Regions from separate parts of the Mus musculus genome. Here region 2 is linked to region 1. A link is a contact called in public Hi-C data. All regions are on one chromosome and are shown on one strand. The core of a region is the stretch at or near the end of the contact, and the rest is flanking DNA. Distances in the headings are between cores, read along the strand shown.

Evidence for each region. A called contact is a pair of places that touch in the nucleus more often than the background predicts.
Region 2: a contact with region 1 is called in a Hi-C map of cranial neural crest, with 5 times the contacts expected there. The contact joins two enhancer-like sites. A contact is called at or near these places in 5 of 484 Hi-C or Micro-C datasets (the HPC-7 cell line, cerebral cortex, cortical neurons and 1 more) and 1 of 115 datasets of contacts at active chromatin or transcription factors (differentiating embryonic stem cells).

The regions. Positions count from the first base shown.
Region 1 is chr12:35,893,914-35,900,801 of GRCm38.p6, forward strand. No RefSeq gene overlaps it. Among named protein-coding and RNA genes, the nearest start is that of Agr3, 28 kb to the right of the region's middle. Within about 2 kb of position 2,923, at least 49 of the 459 cell types and tissues checked have an H3K27ac peak or open chromatin away from gene starts, as enhancers often do.
Region 2 is chr12:36,709,529-36,716,477 of GRCm38.p6, forward strand. No RefSeq gene overlaps it. Among named protein-coding and RNA genes, the nearest start is that of Mir5099, 100 kb to the right of the region's middle. Within about 2 kb of position 4,428, at least 28 of the 459 cell types and tissues checked have an H3K27ac peak or open chromatin away from gene starts, as enhancers often do.

The sequences.
Region 1 (6,888 bases), core at 1,673-4,172:
GAGGGAGCCATGCTACCACACGGACCCATTTGAAGGGAACATGGAAAGTTCAAAAAACAGAAAAGGCCACATAGTGGTAGAGGCAGGAGCGAGTGACAGTGCTACATGAAAGGGAAGACAGTAGCCTCCAAAAGCTAGAGAAACAGGACAGCCTCCTCTGAGGCTCCTGAAGTAACAGCAGCCAATTCCTTCCTATGAAATACTTGTTACAATATCAAAAGGGATATGTGTGTAAATTATGGATAACCCATAATAGAGCCTCCATGTTTGCCTCAGCCTTGGCAGTGTCCTGTCAGCCCCTCACAGGTAGGATGTGGGTTGGTGTGGCTTCCGCTAATTGGGACACCTGTAACCACTCAATGACCATGAGACTATATAGCACAAAAGGCCAGCCCTGGAAGATACCAGTTATGGACAGTGACCAACCAAAGGGATCATTTCCTCTCTTGGAAATTGTGACCTCAGTATGGCTTCAGAGATGCAAGGACCAGAGTCCAGTGGTGTGGAAAGCGAGGGAGCAGGAAGGGGCGGGGAGGGAGCATGGGAGACAAATGAGATGGGAGAGAAAGAAGCACTAAGCAGCAGCTTCCTGCAACCATGACCTCACATTGCCCCATGGTTTCCATAGCAACCATGACCCGAGCCAGGCCTCAAATGACCCCTGAACTGATGAACAATAGTAAGTAGCATTCCAGCTCTTCACAAGACTCAGAGCAGCTGCTGAGATGGACCCAGGCTCCCTCACCTTATTTAATGAGAAGGTTCTGTTCTTTGCAACCTCACAGAGCCCAGTCAGGGTTTCCTGGTCTTAGTTTTTAATCTTTTAGAAAATCACTGAAGGAAAACGACTTGAATCAAAACACCAATAAAGAAATATGCAAATGGCCAATAAGCTCATGAAAGTATGTTCAGTGTCATTAGATATTGAGGCAATGAAAACCAAAAGTACAGCGGGAGACCCACCTCACAGCCTCGGGAGAGCTCAAAAGACATTAGAACTGAAGACAGGCACAGTGCATGCATACAATACTGGTAGTACAATACGTGGTAGCCACCACAGGGAAGAGTTTGGCAATTTAGACTTTGACAGAATGTCATAGTTAGAACAGAGCAGCATACAGCCACAATCTCTACTCCTAACTATATACCCAAAGGTCACAGAAGAGGCATTCAAATGACACCTGCACAGCTCTCATAGGGACGATAGATAGTCAGAACCCCATAAAAGTGCAGATAAGGAACCATCCATGAGTGGGTAGACAGGTTTGGGAATAGATGTGCAATGGCATGTGACTTAGCTATGAAGGAGACTGAAAACTGATACACACTGCCAAGTACATGGACCTTGAAAACACTGCTATAGGAAAGAAAGCAGCCACAGAAAGCTATACAGTGTATAAACCCACTTCCATAAAACAGCAGCAATGAGCACATTCACAGAGATACAAAGCTGTGGGCCAGAATTTGCCCAGGGCTTGAGGAAAATGGGGGAGGGCAACTATTTGTGGGTATATAAGTTACTTTGTGGTGGTAAACAGTGCTAGAAATATGTCACACACAGCTACATAGCACTCTGAAAATACGAAATGCACAATTGCACTCTGCTGGGTGGTTAGAATGATTCCTTGTATATGAATTTTATAATAATGAAAAAAGTTTGTGGAAAAAGTACTTCATGACACTTGTTCATTTATTTGCTTATATATGTGACATGTATATAAACACATATGCACACTCGCGGTGACATAAACAGAAACTGAAATGATATGTAAAGCATACCAAGGGTGTGCTAATAGTAATCCATAGTTAGGTGTTGGCTGTGTGTTTCTGATTAGATGTATATGTAATAACCATGTCCATCATTTATAACATTGTATCATTGTAATTTAGAAGACGTATATAGTCTTCATTATAATAACCATTTCAACTTACAATTCTGCTACAGATACAATAGACACCTTGCACCCGGCTGTGTGTGCTTCTGGTGCCTTTGGGACCTGGGCTGTTCTTATCCCACAGTGGTCAAGTCTTGGCTGAACGACACCCAGATTCTCCGAGTAGTCTCTCAAAGTCTCCAACCTCACATGAACGTTACGGTCAGCCTGGGGCTGGAGAATGTTTTCTACAATGGAGTAAAAGCCAATGATTAGCATGCGTCTGTTCAGTCTGTCTGGTCTAGCCTCTGGGTGAAGAGAGATACTCAGTACAGATCACCTGACCTTTTATGTTACTAGTTTAATTTGATAATTTGACCCCACCATTTAAACTGGCTCAATGATGGGGTCCAGTCAGTAAAGAGATAAATAGATATTTGATACTTCAAAAGAACATTACAGATCTTTGCAAAAATAATGTAAATTTCTCAAGCAAATGACAGAGTGTATTGAGAAAGACACCAAGGGAAACACTCTTGCATTTTATTTATTTTGCCTATCAAAATAGACCAAAAGCCGTTCATCCTCTTGATCGGCAGGTGGCGCTGTGAACGTATCTTTGAAATTGAAAACACAAAAGCCATTTTCTTTAATCCCTCAATTACATAGGACATTTGAAATGATTTGTTTTAATCGGAATAAATGTCACTGTTAGTGACAGTAGATAATCCCTAAAATTCTCAAATCCTCCGCAAATGTTAATGGAATCACTTCATAGAAATAGCTTTTCAAATATTATCCGTAAGCTTAATAAACTGGGTTCGTTATGAACGGACTGGGTTATTTTCCTGTATATCGTCCTTGATTGCAGCTTCACACACAGCTATCTATTTAATCCTGGAAAACTCAGACGTTATTATTCCCGCTTCTCAAAGAGAAAATCGGGTCTCACACGGGTTACATTTTTTTTTACCCAAGTCCCATACCCCATTGATGAAGAGAATCACGCTTCAAAATCAAGCCTGGCTCCCTGGTGCTTAACCACAGCACGAAAGCATTTCAAAGGCAGAGCTAAATTGGTGAAAGTGTAGTAGATTGTAGTAAGGACTGAACAGGCTCAGGGGATTTTTAAATGCTAATTTCATTCCACCTTCAGTGCCATTTCTATTCAAATCACACAGATTGTTTAAAAACGAAAACAAGTCTGACCTTTTTTTTTTCCTGTGGGGAAAGTCTGGAGTCAGGAGTCAAACAGAGCTTCACAAAGACCTGGAGCCACACTCCCACACCCCTGTAGACAGAGACCTTTAGGCTGTGTAAAGGGGAATCTCAAGAAAGGAGCGGGGCTGCCCAGCAGTGAAAGGGGGAGAAAGAGATATGCAATTTGCATATCTAAAATTTGACCTTTTTGTGATCAGATAATCTTTTGCCCTATGAAATAGAAAAATCTTTGCCCACTGTGATCCCATTCTGAACTTTAAAAAGCATACAGAGTGCAAATTTGAAAAGTTTTATGTGATGTAGGAGCAACCAAACGTTCTAAGTCTGACACGCAGATCCAATGTAGTCAACTATGAAGGTTATTAAATGGACATGAGACATCTCTCTTTTCTTTCTAAAAGCAATTGTTACTCAGGCCTGAGGCTTAACTGAGGCTTTTCAGCTCCTGGCACTAGGGCCTCCCATTATGAGTCGAGTCACCATTTGTCCTGGGAGAAGGAACACTGAGCACATGGACAGTATTTCAGCTAGGTGAATACTTACCCTGGTACTTAGGACAGACAGTACAGTAGTGCGCTGGCCAGTTTCACACTGTCCCTCTCATAAAGCTCTCTACGGTCACACCTGAACATCAGCCCTATGACATCAGTGCCGGCTTAGCTGCCAATGTAACAGTCCACAATCACCTGGAAAAATATTCTTAACAAGGAATTATCTAGATCAGGTTGGCTTGTAGGCTTGCCTGTGGGGTTGGGGGAGTTTTAATTCATGTAAGACTGAGCCATTTCAGGTGGCACCATTCCCTAGGCAGGTTTCCAATAGCAGAAGAGAGGCGAAAACTGCTGAGAGCAAGCAAACAAGCAATAATCAGTATATTCTCTCTTTGCTCGTGACTGTGGATATGATGTGAACAGTTTCCCAAGTTCCTGCTGCCTTGACTTCCTGCACAAGATGAATAGAATCCTAGAATCTGGAGCTAAAACAAGCTTGTTCTCCCCCTAAGTTGCTGGTTGTTAGGGTGTTTGTCTTAGCAGCAGGAAAGAGACTAGAACATCTTACCTCTTTAATGGGATGTCAGGACACAGTCGGGAAGAGAAAAACACCTCAGGCTTGTCCTAGGACAGAGATAGCAGGTCACAGAAGTGTCATGGAATGAGCACTGGACAAGGCTATCCCAAGAGATCCCAAAAGAGGGGCCCAGCTTCTACCCCACTCCGTCCACACCGCCTTTCCACCATAGTCCATTTTTTCCCCATTACTATCACTTCTGGTGCGGCAACCAGCAGAGCTCACATTCAAAGCACAATGTGACACTTGCTTTCTAAGTAAATAGACATTCGTTTCCTAGAAATCCTGGTGACTGAGTGACAAGGCATGGCCCTTCACGCCCCTGAAGGAACAGCGGGACCTGTTCTTTCTGTATAGATAGTACACATTTCTATAATAAAAGTTAGATAAAAGTTAACACACACCCTAATTGCAAGTATTAACATGTTTAGCTGAAAATATGAATCAAAGTCTTTCTTTAATTAAACATCAAAATTTTGTCTCATTAACTGGCTCCAGTTGTCCACGGTGGAGGGGGCGGGGGGGGGGGGAGATGTTTTTCTGGAACTTTATTTTCTTATCTCCTTCTACTTCCTATCCAGTCACTTTTTCCAGAGTCAGTGGGGGCTAGATAAGGGAGAGAATGAATGAAGTAGATGAGAGCTACTATTTCCAGTCAGATCCCAGCTCCCTGGGTCTGGCAGGAGCAAGGGCTAAGTGCTTTATAGAGACATCTGTACAGCTTCTTCAGAGAGGCCCAAGCCTTTGGATTCTCTTCCGAAGCACTCTTGACTAGGCAGAGTTTTCACGTGTTCTAAGCATGCTCTACCATGGTGCTGCCCCAGCCCCAGCCCCAGCCCCAGCCCCAGCCCCAGCCCCAGCCCCAGCCCCAGCCCCAGCCCAGCCCCAGCCCCAGCCCCAGCCCCAGCCCCAGCCCCAGCCCCAGCCCCAGCCCCAGCCCCTGCCCCAGCCCCTGCCCCAGCCCCAGCCCCAGCCCCAGCCCCAGCCCCAGCCCCAGCCCCAGCCCCAGCCCCAGCCCCAGCCCCAGCTCCATTTCCTGGGCCTATAAGAATTACATCTATTCTTCCAAAACCTTGCTATTCTCCTTCTGGTCATTTTCAACAAAAATCAGCATAGCCCTACTGTAGGAGGAAGGTCTGTAGGTAGCCTTAGCTACCCCAAATCTCCCTTGTCTCACTATAGTTCTCAACATGACTGTAGAACGTACTGTGAACTCAGTGTATTAGAAAAGGAAGAACGGACCAGGACAGCCTCCACTATGTCCTCATGTCTCCCAGAATAAGAGGGTATGCAACATTTAGTTGGTGACAAAGTAGAAAAGTACTTCCTGAGACGCTGGGCTGCAACCCAAGATGAGACATGTATGTACACGATGCTATCACTCTGGGGCAGCTTTCCGGAGCGTGGGGGACCAGCTCTCCATGAATCCCAGGCAATGGGCTCTTGTTGTCTATCTGTAATAAACTTGCCTGTCTTGAGCAAGGGCTGTCTCACTGGACAAAGCAGAGTGGGAAAGAGCATCTGTCCCTGCCATTGTAACCCACACGTACACACAGGCAACAACTCCTTTCAATAAACCCAGGCTAAGCAACCTTCCTGCTTTGTCAGGGGTGTAGAGAAACCAGGAACAGCTGATGGTGAAGACACAGGAGCTCAAGAGCCACAGAGCAGTGGAGTTTTTACCCTTCTCCCTGTAGTCCATGTCTGTCACACATTTTAACACTTTAATGCTTTGTGATGAAGTTTCAGACTGTGGTTCTAGTAAGTAGACTTTAGCTTCTGAGAGATCCTGAGTTGACGGAGGAAATCCTGAAACCTTTGTAGTTTATAGATTTTTGTGATTTTTTTTTATTCAGTATATGATACATACCAACATTTTAATTTCATTTCAGGAAACGCTATCTACCTGTTCACACAGGCCAAACCCTGCTCGGCTGTGGGGTTGTTTTCACAAAATCTTCTTCCCTTCCATATTCACCCTCTAGTCAGAATCTTTTTCCCCCTGTTTTTTGAGACAGGGTTTCTCTCTGTAGCCTTGGATATCCTGAAACTCAATCTATAGACCAGGCTGGCCTCAAACTCACAAAGCTCCACCTGCTTCTGCCTCCCAGGTTTTGGATCAAAGATTTGAACCACCATTGCTCAACTTCTAATCAGAATCTTAAAGCAAAACATTTGAAAACTAGTAGAAAACTAGTATACCTCCAGAGTACCTACCAGTGGTTATAGGATGCTAAAGGCCTATGATTAATAACTGAAGCCAAGGGGGCCTATGATTTCAGCATTCCAACTCTCTGTGTGATAGAAAAAGATGCTGCTCAGAGGTCCTGGGCTCCCCCTGGCAATATCAGTAGAGGCCCTTGTTAGGAAGCCACTTCTGCACCAGTGTGGGATAACGACTAGATGCTCTCCAACTGTAGTTTTACTGTTACTATGTTATAGAGCGAACTGTCCAGAATGACTGAGATTTTGCTATTAGATGAGAAAATACAAGAACTTTATGGTTAGGGGTTGGAGTTTTTATTTGTTTCCTTTTGTTTTTACAATTTTTGCAACAGACAGCTTTTCCTATAGTGTACATAAACATAAGTAATTTGAATCTGGAAAATTCTCCTATGAAGAAGTATATGACAGGATGGGAGGAGATAGCTCTGCAGGTGAAGTGCTTGCTATGTGTGAGGGCCTGTGTTTGGATCCCTAGTGCACACACGAAAAGTTAGGCATG
Region 2 (6,949 bases), core at 3,178-5,677, 820 kb after region 1:
AGGATGTTGTCTTACTGTGTACTAAGCATATTTAAATTTAACCTGCCTTTGCAACTAATCTCAGTATAATTTGGATTTCCCCTCGAAATCTGCTTTTACAACCTAAGCTAATGAATAGCTTTAATTTTAAATTACACCCTCTTCTATACACCTGACCCAGAGTTGTGAGTGAGTGTGTGTGTTGTGGCAATCATTTTCTGAAAGCAGCCAACAGATTGAAAGCATCTTTATGCAGCAAGTATTTACCATCATATATGTTGGAAGAAATTACAGGCTATAGTGTAGAGAGAATCTTTTATATTCTGTGTGGGAGCATCACTTGACAATAAAAAGGTGATAGCTTATGAACTGAGTCAGAAATAGAAGGTGGGACATGAGAGAGAGAGAGAAAGAGGGAGAGAGAGAGAGAGAGAGAGAGAGAGAGAGAGAGAGAGAGAGACTGACTCTGGGAAAGAGTCCAGAGTTGTGGATTTGCCATGAACTTTAATGAAGTTGGACACATAAAACAGGAGAGATATCCAATCACATGGCAAAGATGACGAGAATAAGTGGCCTATATAAGTTACAAGTTAGTCAGGAATGAGCCAAAGTTTATGGCCTCAGCATTTTTTTATAAACAGTTAAGTCTCAGAGTAGTTATTCAGTGAACAAAAGAGGCAAGGTAGACAAGCTCATGGCCACACTGTAGCTTGATAATGCATTTAAAATAGTGAGTGCTTCTTCCCTTGCAAAACTAAAGTGGCTGGAGAGATGGCTCAGCAGTTAATAATACTTGCTCTTCTTGCAGAGGACCAGAATTCAGTTGCTAGCACCCACATGACAGCTCACAACTGTCTGTAACTCCAATTTTAAGAGAGCCTAATGCCTTTCTTAGGCCTCTGTGAGCACCAGGAATGCTTGTGGGGTACAGATATACATGCAGGCAAAATATCCACAGACATTACAAGAAACCTCTTAAGTATTTCTGTGGAGAATCCTTAACTTTTTTTTTCATATCATGTTCTCTCTAATGTCCAACAAATAGAGAGCAAACCTCTTTGTTAGAGCCAGTCACAGCCACAACTACAGTCACAGGCACACGTGCACACACATGTATACACGCACAGGCATATGCATATGTACACACACACACACACACACACACACACACACACAGAGACACAGATTCAGGTGCACACACATTCAGACATCAGTCAGAGGCAAACAGACAGATTGCAAGTTGGCCAGTTACCACACATTACATGCAGATGGAAGGTACTGGGAGAGAAATGAAAAACAGAAAATTTGGCTTGCTGTTGGTCGCATGAATCCAGGAGGAAGTTGTTTTGCTTCCTTTTCTTCCTGTGACATCAGTGCATTTGGTGATCCCTGAGGAGATCTTTAAATACTAAGTGATGGAAGTAGAAAGCAGGATTTTAGTGAATTCTCCATTGTAGCTCTGTGTTGAGCTCAGGGATTTAAATTTCTCTTCCAGGTGGGAAAATAATTGCATGCCTTCCTTCCTTCTTTCCTTCCTCCCTCCCTCCCTTTCTCCCCTTCTCTTTCTTCCTTTCTCCCTTCCTTCTCTCCTTACTTCTATCCGTCCTTTTAAACACAGGGTCTCACTATAGAGTGGGACTGGTCCAAGAACTCACCATGTAAACAAAGGTGGCCTCAAATTTATAGAGCTTCCACTTCTGCTTCCTGAGAAACACCTTAAAGGTGTTTCTTGCACCTTATCTTGTGTTCCTTAGAACTCTGTTTTCTAGAGAGAGACAGAAAAGGGGGTGTATTCAGATGGGAGTGGAGGTGAGCAGGATCTACAAGGAATAAAAGGAGGAAAAACTGTAATCATAATATATTATGTGAAGAAAAAAATTATTTTCAATAAAAAGGGAAAAAGAACTGTTCCCTCACACACTCAAAGTGTGTGTGTATGTGTGTATGTTTGTATGCACATATGTATATGAGTGTGTATATTTGTGCAAATGCATATGAGATGGAAAGAAGGGGGAGGGAGGGAGGGAGGGAGGGAGGGAGAGAGGTAGAGAGAGAGAGAGAGAGAGAGAGAGAGAGAGAGAGAGAGAAGGAGAGATGGAAAATTTTCACACAAGCATACATTTTTATCAGCAGCATTGCCAGGGTATATATTGGAATTTATTCACGACATAACTTCAAGCTTATACCCTATCAAAGACAGCTACTGGTAAACAGCCTTCTGCTATCTGATTTTGTGAGTTCAACAGTTTCTAGACTCCATATTTAAGTGAGGACATGAAGTTTTTGTTTTCCTATGTTTGGGTTATTACACTTAGTACAATGTCTTCCAGGTTTATCCATGTTGTTTAATGGTGTAATCTCCTTTTTAAGGCTGAATACTATGTCTTTCTGCATGCATGTCTTTATAATGCACAGAGACATAGTATTGTCACATAGGTCCAGCTTTGGTTCTGTGGGATAACCCAGTTGTAACCTGGATTCTTACTGCAGTGTATTCTTTAGCTCTTCCTCAATATGCATGATGGCTAGATCTGATCATTTTCCCATCGTAGAATTTAGTCAGGGCTGCTAGCCCTTGGGACCTAGCCGAAAGGGACAAAAGAAATCAGGAAGGAGGCTGCCACTAGGTAATTCGGTAAATTCTTTGTTTCTGCATCACCTGGTTTGTGTTGTTATGGCACAAATGGTAGAAAAGTCAGAGTGGGATAAGAGAAAACAGAAGGAGGGGGAGGGGAAAGGGAAGACGAGAGTGGAGGAAGAAAAGAGGGAGGAAGGAAGGAAAGAAGGAAGGAAGGAAGAAAGGAAGGAAAGAAGGAAGAAAAGAAGGAAGGAAGGAAGGAAGGAAGGAAGGAAGGAAGGAAGGAAGGAAGGAAGGAAGGAAAGATGGATGTTGGGAACTAAAAAGGGGGCCCTAAGGAAGGAACAAAGGAACTTGTTTCTTGCTGAGGAGTCTGGAAAGTCCAAAATCAATGGACAAAAACTACCAGGGAACTTCTCTTTCATCCCTTGGGTAAGAACAGTATAAAAAGAGGGCTAGGGGGTAAACTTATTTTCAGCCTTTGTGCAATGCAGAGGAACCCATCCATAAGAGGAAAGCCTTCTTGACCCCAGCATCTTAGGCCCTACTCCCAAAGCTTACATTGAAGATTAAGTTTTCAACACATAATTTTTTGGGTGCACTGCTTAAGTGTAGTTTACCATATGGACTACTTTTAGTTGGAAAGATAAATTTTAGCATCTGGCGAATGACACTTTAATGTGACCAAACATGCTACATTGTGCGCTTATTTTTGCTTCAACTTTCAGAAGATGTTCTGTCAATTCTTTGAGATTATTTTAGCTTCACCCAGGTTCCACTGCCACTCTTCATGGGCCCACAAAAGCACATTGCACTAATCTCCTGTATAGTAGAAATTATGTAAGCTTGTACAAATTGAAAAAAATTAGTTTTCAAAACTCAAATAAAATAACATCTGAGCATATTTATCTGCCTAAATTGTGAGCTACTGGGCACAGTATTCAGATTTATATTTATGATCAATGTCACTGTATAATTGCAAAGAATAACTACTTTATACTTGTAATTTCATGGATTATTAATAATATCTTCTAAGCGTTTTACCCCACTGAAACAATACATTTTGAAATTGCATGCTACTCATGTATGTTTGATTCATCTGTTTGTTGTTCCTATAGCAACCGACTTCCTACACCTAGTGGAAGGGTGGATATGCTGTTGAAGGAATTATGGTCTGACAAGGTTCTTCAAGGGCTCCAAGAAGTATGAGCACAGTGGGAATTTTCATTTTGTTCAGACAAAATTTCTTAGCCCTAGTTATTTCTAGTTTGGAACTAGCTTCCTTGATATTGCAAAACAGGTAAGACATGAGCAGATGGACTGGGAAGTCCCTGCATCCGGAGCAGGCAGGTCCACTCTGACTTCTCACCTGCAGTCTGCACCAGCCAGCCAGGCAGCTGTAGAATCATCCATTTAAAAACACTGGAGGAGATTCAAAGTGTGGATCAGAGACTGAAGGAAAGGCCATCCAGAGACTGCCCCACCTGGGGATCCATTTCATATATAGTCACCAAACCCAGACACTATTGTGGATGCCAACAAGTGCTTGCTGACAGGAGCCTGATATAGTTGTCTACTGAGAGGCTCTGCCAGTGCTTGACAAATACAGAGGTGGATGCTCTCAACCAACAATGGACTGAGCACAGGGTCCCCCATGGAGGAGCTAGAGAAAGGAACCAAGGAGCTGAGGGGTTTGCAGCCCCATAGAAGAAACAACAATATGAACCAACCATTATACCCAGAGCTCTCAGGGACTAGAGAGCTAGTACAATCAAAGAGTACACTTGGAGGAACAGACCCATGGCTCCAGCTGCCTATGTAGCAGAGGACAGCCTTGTTGGACATCAATGGGAGGAGAGGCCCTTGGTTCTGAAAAGGCTCGATGCCCCTAGTGTAGGGGAATGCCAGGGCAGAGAAACAGGAATGGGTGGGTTGGTGAGCAGGGGCAGCGGGGACGAGATGGGGGTTTTCGGAGGGGAAACGAGAAAAGGGGAAAACATTTAAAATGTAAATAGAGAAAATATCTTATAAAAAAATAAAAATAAAAAATAAGATAAAACTGCCCACTAGAGGGAGCCGAGCACCATAAATCTTGGTGTGTTCCCCGGCTGCTTCCAGGAGGGGGGAAAGCAAGCCACAAGTGCACATCCCAGACCTTATTTAACATTTTCTCCGATGTTTTCTCGTCCAAATCTCATCGATTACTCCTATAAGCAAACAAAGACCAGCGCAGCATATAACATTACTACATCCACATTTTAATACGTGAAACGTTCAGGAAGTAAAACTGCTCTGGAGAAATGGGATCCAGACGAATTATTTGAACTTAACAGGGCAAAACACCCTGGACAGCATGGGCTTCCCCAAACTTCCCGTGGTCTCGTCCTCTGTTTTATTTGCCCTGGATGTAACTGTTGTATGTATCTGCTGTTGTGTGTATCTGCTACATTTTGTTACATTTTGCCCAGGCATTTAAGGTAAAGGACTCCACTAGGCAGATGTCTGGACCATGCTGAAATAAAGCCAAAGGTTGAACGTTCAAAACTAAAATTGTCTGCTTACTTACATAGAAAAATGAAAATGGGCGTTTGTTTTCAATGGCAAAAATTTCAGTTGCAGGATGACGGGCCTACGTTTGAACTGTTTTTCATGTTCCCGTTACCATTTTATATATTCTTCCCTGCTTCCAGAAATCACTTCTTTTAAAATGTTCAAATCCTGCAAAAAATGCTCAAATTTTGTTTTGTATTGAGTTTTTAGGTTCGACTATTTGAAGAAAAATGAAAAAATAATGTATGTAATCCAGCTTGAAATGTTAAAACACAACATTTGAAAATATAAATAAAAATATTGAAAATTGAGATATTAGCTCCTTATATAGTAAAATATTAAGTTTTGAGTGACACTAATTCTTAAATTTTAACTAATTCTTATTTTGGAAAAGGGTAATTATTGTGAATTGTGATTATCTCAAACTTAATTTCAATAATGAAAGCATTTTTTTAAAAAATCTTTTAACTATTTTAAAGCATTTGAAAGTTTTCTTCCCAGTTTCCCTGAGTAATTATCTATAGCTATAAACAACTTTTGCCTTGCGCTCTCGAATTTCACTCAAATTGTCTCTTTTATTTATTTGTCACTTTCTTCTGCTACACAGTCAGAAAGACACACAGATATACCACAAACCATGAATCTTCGAGGCAGCTTTCTTGAGGTGACATTCATGCTTAATAGGTGATTTGGGCGTATGGCTAATTCTGGGATTTCCCTTTTCCCCCTCTCTCACCTCTACCTCCCTTTCTCTGTATGATATTCAGCTTCACCCATGAGCAAAACTGTATCTCCCACTTGCCTCAAAGATCAGATTATCCATTTTTGTTTTTTATTTTATTTGAACTTGGGAAAATTTAATGTGGAGCTAATACAAACTGGCTGTAAACAGCTGCCACACGTAATGATACTGGACAAAAATGAAAATATCAGTCATTTCCCTTCTACCCTTTGGCTGTGTGATCCTTTTACGCAGTTTGGATCTTTAGGGACACTCTCCAGCATGTACCATTCTATACATATGAAAGTTATTATGTTTGTGCATTTCTTCGGTGTTTCTTAACAAAAGTGGAATCATGTGAAAAATAGATTTGCCGTTCCACTGGCAATACGTTTTAAAGATGCCTTTCCACCAGTGCCCAGAATTATCTCACTGGTTATAGCTGTGTGAACCCCATATTCATTAGCTCCCTTCTCTCATTCTGGGAATTTCAATCACTTCCAGCATTTGTTTATTAAACAGTTCTTTCAGTGCAGACGTGTAAGTAAATATCTTTGGAATCTGATGCATTTCCTACATTTTCATGAATAAAATCCTGTAGATACTGAAGTCACGCCTAGCTTGCTCTTCACTTTTGACTTATGGCTTGCCTGTTTCTACAAAGGTTTTCAGGGGTCTGTATTTTCTGCTGCTCTGGGCTTCTGAAAGATGTTTGTTTGGTTTTTTTTTTTTTGTTGTTGTTGTTGATTTGTTTTGTTTTTTAAAATCCATCAAACATGTTGGTTGCCAAAAATAAGATTTCAAAACATAAAATGCTATTTATCTGGAAGCGTATTCACCAGAAAGTGAAAGACCACCATCGAACTGGACAGCTCAAGTAGAAAACTCTTTCCCGTAGGACTGGAAGAGTAGCAAAACTTCTCTCACTGGTTGATTGAATCTCTGTTGGATTCAGATCACACTGACCAAATATGGGATCATCTCCCATATATCGTCAGTTTTGTTGTTGATTAAAGGCCAGCATTGAGTGGTTCAGTAGCAATTTAATGGGAACACAGAGTGATAATATGACTGGTTTAAATGCAAATATACTTAAAAGCATACCAAACACTACACACTAT